Linked DNA regions of Mus musculus: region 1 is linked to region 2. Evidence: chromatin contacts called from public Hi-C data. All regions are on one chromosome and are shown on one strand. Each heading gives the region's core, a stretch centred on a gene start, on an enhancer-like site or on the middle of the called end of the contact. The rest is flanking DNA. Distances are from core to core; before and after follow the strand shown.

Region 1 (3,688 bases), core at 345-2,844, 180 kb before region 2:
TCAGTTTTTAAAAAAGAATGTTGAGTCGTGAGTGTGAGGCCAGTCTAGACTACATAGTAAGTCCTGGTCTCGGATGGATGGATGAATGGATGGATGGATGGATGAATGGATGGATAGATGGATGGATGGATGGATGGATGGATGGATGATTAAATATGATGAACGTGTGGTCAAGTCTCAACAGAGTCTACTATGATCTCAGTAGTAAAATACCAACACTCTCTCTTAACTGTGCTAAGTGTTTAGTGTGATGGGGAGCTGGGCAAAGGTAATCAGGGATTCTCTGGACTCTCGCCTTGGCTGTAGCTTTTCTGTATCTATGAATGTCCCAGGATGAGAGTTTATTAAACATATAGAAATATGTTTAAAAAAACAATGGTTTTGATGAGAGTTTATTAAACATATAGAAATATGTTAAACAAAACAGTGGTGGATAAAATCCTGGTTGTCTGATCTTGAGATTCTGCACCCCCTACCCAAACTTGGGCAGCCTGGAGATGACATTCATGGCTGGGTTTGCTCACAGGCCCTTCTCATTGCATGGATCCCTTGACACAAGAAGACCTTCAGATTCTAAGCTCACAGCAAAGGATCATGGCCCCACCATTGCTGCATCTCCTTTTACTTAGAGCAGAAAGAAAGTGGCCCTGGTTGCTAGGTTTGCAAAATCTACGGATGAAAACAGTGTGGTCCCTCACCCCTCAGGATCTCAGGACTCTGGCCCGGAAACTCCCGTTCTCACAGGAAGCCTTTCTGGGATGATGTCACCCACCAGATCCCAGGCATTATCTCATCCTGGTGTGTCATCCTCTGCATTTCCCTTCAAGTTGCTAAGAGGAAATGAGAGAAGAGGCACACGACTCCTTCAGCACACCTTGGTCTGAGGTGGAAATATCTAGTACTCTAAGGCATTACTTTTCCTTCCTTCCTTCCTTCCTTCCTTCCTTCCTTCCTTCCTTCCTTCCTTCCTTCCAGACTGCTTTTCCCTCCCTCTTCTCTTTCACTCTCTCTGCTCTTTTTCTTCTATCACTAAGTTGTTCTCTCTGCCCTCTTTGCCTATTTGCTTCTGTTTCTAAAGTGACACTGTGTAGCCTAGACCAGACCTGAGCTCCTGAACTCAGCTAATCCTCCAGCTTCAGTCTCCAGGAGAGCTGGGACCACAGGCACACACCATCACACCCAGAAAAGAGCATGTTAAGACCACTGGAGACGTTTGCTGTCATACTCAATGGAAAACAAAACAAAACAAAACAAAACAAAACAAAACAAAACAAAAAGACAAAAAACAAAAACTGACAACAGAAAACCCACCCATGCAATGCCTGAAAAAGTCATCAATAACACAGGGTGGGGGACAATTCAGGAGGCTGCAAATATTTACTATATGTCCCTTGGTGTGTTTATCTTTCAATGCTGGAACAAAACAAATATTTGTTCCCACAGGCTTCCCAAGTGGCAGAGCTGGTAAGGAAGAGAAATGCTGTCTACAGCCGTTCCCACACCATACAGATAAGAAGGCTGAGGCTCCAAATGTGCTCATACTGAAGACCTGCATTTAAAAATACCTTGATTGCAACACACACTCCAGAGCACAATGTACTGTTTATCCATCTTGTCCCGCACACAAGGTTGGTGATGTGTGTTTGACCAGGGACTCAGCACAGCATTGTGAGCAGCTAGGAAAAGTCCAGTTGAGATACCAGGATGGAAGAAGCTCTTGTGTGTCTGGGGGCTACTTCAGTGTATCTCATTTTAGAGTTGGGAAGGCTAATACCATCCCTGAAACATGCATCCCTGAAACATGCTGAAACAGCATCTAGGGGAGGATTTGGAAATTCACCTAAAGACACTAAAAAATTAATACTCTTGATTTTTCTGTTGGGCCTGGAAGCACACACTGCAGTCTCAGCTACTCAGGAGGCTGAGGTGGAAAATGACAGCTTTAAGCCTGGTCGGGGATATAGAGCAAATTCAAGGTCAGCCTGGACAACTTAGCAAAACCCTGTCTGAAATACTTAAGAGGAAAAAGAAGATGGAGATATACCCCAGGGGCAGTGGCTGGCTTTATCTATGAGACCCTGGGTTCAACCCCCATATTACCATTATAATTACAATATTTATTTAAAATTTAAAAAATAGTTTTTCCTGTTTCAAGAGAGACTTAGAAAAGCTTTCCCTTCTAAGGTAAAAATTCTAAGATTCTGTTTTACTAAATTAGGAAGATTTGTTGGGACAGAAAAGAAGTTTTTTTCCCCCTACATAGAAGATTAAAATAAGATAGTTCATATTATATACAACACAAGGCCAAAGAGAGCCTATAGTCCCAAAATGTATCCACCTCACCTAAGGTACTTCAATCTGCACTCTAGGGTATAAGATGGTGAAAACCCCTCTCTCTCACCTACACAAGTACTACCAGCCTCACACCTGTTCTGTTCAAATTCAGAGTAAAACAGAACAGCTAACAACTACGATCTCTTGGCATGGCCCACTGTCTGTTTTCTCAGTGAGAGGATGAGAGGGAGAAGCCACCGTGGCTGGAGTCTTGCCCTACAGCAGCCACAAGGGTTAAAAAAGAGCCATTTGCTCAGGCAGACATTTTAAAGAGGTGGCAAAAACCTTCGAGCTCCCTCTGAGGCCACAGCATGCTGCAAGAGAGCTTGTGTATACTCTCATTAGACACAGCTTACCCAGTTCACTGCCATCAGCTGTCCATGGCTCCTGCTCCCACTTTCCCATCAAAGTGCTCACTCATGTTGAGTGGCTGAACGGATTCCATCTTCCTGTGCACCATTAGCACACAGGCACCACCACAGGTACTGCACAGCTTGTATCTCATACAAAAATGTAACCATAAGCATCTAGAGTCTGGTGAGACTTTTCCAAGGCTTTAGTTGCATAGTTTCCTACTCAGAGACCTCACCCCTGCAAAGACCACTTAATTACAGAAATTCTTGGGTGTGATTCTGTACGTTTTACAGTAGCTACATCATCACTCTGACCCCATGCTTTTTATATTTCAGCCACTGGATTAATCTGAATGGGCACCTCCACAAATTACAGCCAAGTGTTCATTTAAAAAATGGACCAAGCAAAACAAACATACACACACACACACACACACACACACACACACATATACACACACACACAAACACAAAAGGTAATAACAGAAATATATACACACACAAACATGCACACATACATGCACACATACATACACATACCAACATGTGCACACACATACAGTAAAACACATACAGCAACATACACACCAACATGCACACACACACACACACACATGCACGCACACACGCACGCACGTCCTGGAAGATTACCTAACACAAGGTGAAAGGGGACAGCTGACCATCTGGGAGCATGAGAGACCTGCACACTCACCTTCACCCCCATGGGTCAGTAGGGAAATTCTCTCTAGAGTGAGCACAGTACAGTCTGGCAAGTGCCCTGTTTACACAATAGCCAGACATCAAAGTCCTACTGATTTAGAAGTCTCTGGAGGAAAAGTCCTTTTGTTGACATGGTATTTTTAGTGTATCCTTTTTCCTTATTGCAGAGTTGACTTATAAATAACTACAACTTGTGGCTGTAGTTGAACACGAGGTATACCAGGTAGTGTTCCATAGTTACAAAAACAACAGCAGCACCAACAAGTTCCTAATGGCACAGG
Region 2 (3,851 bases), core at 582-3,081:
ATAGCAAGAAAACCCTTACATAGACACCTGGCATCCTGAGTTAGATTCCCAAAAGCCATATAAGTGTGGAAGGAGAGAGGAGGCTCCACAGAGCTGACGGCTGAGCATGCACCATGATACATGCACACAAATACAACATAAATAAATAAGGGAGCTGGAGAAATGGCTCAGAGGTTAAGAGCACTGACTGCTCTTTTAGAGGTCCTGAGTTTAATTCCCAACAACTACATGGTGGCTCTCAACCATCTGTAACAGGATCTGATGCCCTCTCCCGATGTGTCTGAAGTTAGCTACAGTGTACTTACATACGTAAAATAAATAAATAATTCTTTTAAATAAATCTTTAAATGGGCAAAAGGCATATCCCTCTAAAGATGCAACACAGGTGGCCAATGAGCACATGAAGAGATGCTCTCTCAATCTCCATCATCAGACATCAGGGAAACACAAGTCAAAAGAAGCCACATCAAGAACACCGGCCAGCCACCAGAATGGCAGTGATCACAAAGACGGACTTTAGGATGTGGAGAAACTGAAGCCCACGTCCCCTGGTGTGGGCTGTGAGATAGAGCCATCATGGCAGATACGCTTTTCAAATGGTGTTAACATGTGACCCGGTAACTTGGGCTAAGTATGAAGCTAAGCATGGAGCACAAGCCTAAAATGTGAGGGACCCTGAATGCAGTGCTCAGCATTACTACCTCCCCCCAAACACTGCCACATATATACTTAAGAGAAAGTAAACATATGCCCACACGCATTTATGTAAAGTTTTACCGACATGTGGATAGAGAAAGCACTCTTAGACATAGCTAAATGGAGAAAAATTAATTGCTGAATAATACATTTAAATGATTCAAGTATGACAGCTTTTACAGATGGCTTAGCTAGTAAAGGCATCTGCTACCAAGCCTGATGACCTGAATTCAATCCCCTAGTTGTCCTTTGCTCTCCACACACATACAATAAATGGCACAGGTATGTGAGTGTGTGCACACATGCACACACACACAATGCTACTCACAGGTACACACACACCTGCATATAAAAATAAGCACACATTATCTCTGGAAGCAATGGTGAGTAGAAAAAGAATTTCATTTTTTTTATTCTACAATGTTTATATATTTGTTACGGGGTGTTATGTAATCCAGGATGGCCTCAGATTCAAACTCAATCTATAGCCAAGGAACTCCTGATTCCCCCTACCTCCACCACCTAAGTGTTGAGATTTTGAGTGAGCAGCACCATGCCCCGCTCTATTCTACAGCTTTCAGTGGTACATAATAAGAAGATGGCCAGAATTTCTTAGGCTAGATAGTATTTGTTTTCTAGCCAAAAGGGAAAAGAGAGAGGAGACAGCGATGGAGCAGTGGCACCCTGGAGACTGAGTGAAGTGAAAGGATAGGCAAACATCTCTGAGGTTTCTGTCACCTCAGCAAGGGTGACTGTGGGTGGGAGGCAGTGGAAGACCATGAATAACTTGGAGGCAGCCAGGCTTCAAGGATGTGTGACCCTCTGAGGCTGTGAACCTTCTCTGTCCTTCTCCATTTCTGGCTATGTGCACCAGCCTGTCCTTCTGGGACATACTGGTTTCAACTTAGCCACACTTGTGAGGGTGCCTCTGAAAAGTTGGGAGACATTCGAGAAATGAAGGCACTGGCTCTTCCAGCCCTGTGTTCAATGGCTGCGCAGAGGTGCAGGCATCCCCCAAATCCTATGACTCTTTATTATGTATTACACCAGTGCCAGCTATTTAACCAGAAGCAGTGGACTGTGCCCTCAAGCGAGTCCTACGGGAGACCTTTAGAACCAGCTTCTCCCCTGACCCCGCTGCCTTCCAAATAAATCATCTGGGATGATCCTGTTGCCCTCCAGCTCTCTGCATGGCAGCAGAGCTGACAGCCTCTGAAAAAATGAAGTACCAGCTTTCCCAGCCAGCATCACAGCGCATGATGCCATTGGCTAGAATGAGGGGAGGACCCTCTTCCTACACTGTCTCATTCCCTTCCCCTTCTCAAGTCAACCAGACTCACCCTGTGTTCAAGAGATAACAGGCTGGCTGGCTGGCAATGTGGCTTGGATGGTAGAGTGCTTGCCTAACATGCACAAAGCCATGGGCTCAACCTCCAGCATCATATAAACCAGGTGAGGTCGTTCACACCGCTTATCCCAGTGCCTAGAAGGTGGAAGCAGGAGTATTAGAAGTATAAGGTTGTATTCGGCTACATAGGGAGTTTGAGGCCAGCCTGGGCTACTTGAGACCCTAGAGGAAGAGAAAGAAGAGCTATCCTTGAGCTCCATATGCATGGCCTTTGCCCATATATCCACAGGCTCACACACTTAGGCTTCTACTCATGTGTACCTTCTCAGAGACACATTCTCTCACCAAACCCGCTCTGCCTCCATGGAAATGATAGTAGGGAAGGGTCCTCCCCTCATTCTAGCCAATGGCATGACCCTTCCCTACTATCATTTCCATGTCACCTGCACGCTATGGTTGTCAGCTCTGCATCTGTTGTCTTTGCCACTGGGCTGCCAACTCCAATGGGAAGAACACTGCCCATGTTCTGGATAACAGGAACTCGGCACCAAGACAGGTCTAGCACTTTCTCCTAAAGGCATTCGTTCTGTGTGGTGCTGGGGACTAAACCTGGAGCTTCGTGCATGCTAGGTAAATGCTCTACTGAGCTGTACACCCAGTCTTCCATGGTATGGCTTGGAATGCAGTCATTAAACTGGGCTATGGGGTTCAAGACAACCTCTGGCAGGCCATGGTAGCTTATGATTGTGATCCTAGAATGTGGAGGATGAAGTGGGAGGATTACCATAAAGTCGAGACCAGCCTGGGCTTACAGTGAGGTCTGGGCTACTCTGTGCTGCGGAGTGAGACCCTATCTCAAATAAAGCAAACACAAGAACATTTGGCAGGGTTTACTGGTACATACTTATAACCCCAGCACTGTGGATGCTGAGCCAGGGGGATGGATAGTTCAAGGCCAGCCTGGCTATGTATCAAACTCTGTTTCAAACAAACAAAATACTATTTCCAAGTCGTGTGTGTGTGTGTGTGTGTGTGTGTGTGTGTGTGTGTGTGTGTGTGTGTGTGTCTGTGTCTGTGTCTGTCTGTCTATCTGTCTGTCTGTGCATATGTTCCCAGAAAACCTTAGTGAATCAGAACCACACACGGCTACTTCATTTCCCCTCTCTTTGATTATAGACACCAGGTAATCCAAATCAGAGATTATTTGCAGAAATCCTTAAGGTTTAAGAAGATTAAGGGCCCAAGGTTTTCAGTCAGTACAATAAAGACCACAATGAATAAAGTGACTCAGAATAATTCAGAAAAGATCAGAGAAAGAATAGAAATACAAAAATAAAAAACAAAAAAGACAAATAAATAACCTTCCCACCCCCACCCTCATCCCTACCCCCACCTCCACCCCAATTCAGTATCAGTGTCCTGAGCAACCCAGACCTTGACCTTGAGGGCTTCTAGATTATGGCAATGCCTTTGCTTTTTTTTTTCTTTTCTTTTTTCCCCCTGCCTCTTTTTGTCCCCTTTCCCACTGCCTATCTTGGATTCTGAAAACAGGCTGGCCTTGAACTTCTGATCCTCTTGCTCAACCTCCTGAGCTTTGCTTTCTCCGATGCTCACACAGGACTCAGTGGCACCCTGACTTCTGGCTGGGGACAGGGACTTCAGGGATAACAAGAAGTGCAGAACGCTGTCTTGGATGGGTATGGATGGAAGGCAGGCCAATCAGGAAGTGAAACAGACAGGAAGAACAAGAGCAGCAGAGGTCTGGAGGCCACATCTTATCCTCAGAGGGGCACAGAGTTCTGGTTCC

What was found. Hi-C and Micro-C count contacts between places; a contact is called where the count stands out from the background.
Region 1: a Hi-C map of liver shows a contact between it and region 2, with 2.3 times the contacts expected there. The contact joins two enhancer-like sites. A contact is called at or near these places in 2 of 484 Hi-C or Micro-C datasets (Sertoli cells and liver) and 1 of 9 other capture datasets (adipose tissue).

The regions. Positions count from the first base shown.
Region 1 is chr14:27,296,942-27,300,629 of GRCm38.p6, reverse strand. It overlaps a transcript of Arhgef3 not described here. Among named protein-coding and RNA genes, the nearest start is that of Gm34754, 16 kb to the right of the region's middle. Within about 2 kb of position 1,594, at least 31 of the 459 cell types and tissues checked have an H3K27ac peak or open chromatin away from gene starts, as enhancers often do. A contact at or near this core is called in liver, where this site is marked.
Region 2 is chr14:27,116,776-27,120,626 of GRCm38.p6, reverse strand. It overlaps a transcript of Arhgef3 not described here. Among named protein-coding and RNA genes, the nearest start is that of Il17rd, 80 kb to the right of the region's middle. Within about 2 kb of position 1,831, at least 2 of the 459 cell types and tissues checked have an H3K27ac peak or open chromatin away from gene starts, as enhancers often do. A contact at or near this core is called in liver, where this site is marked.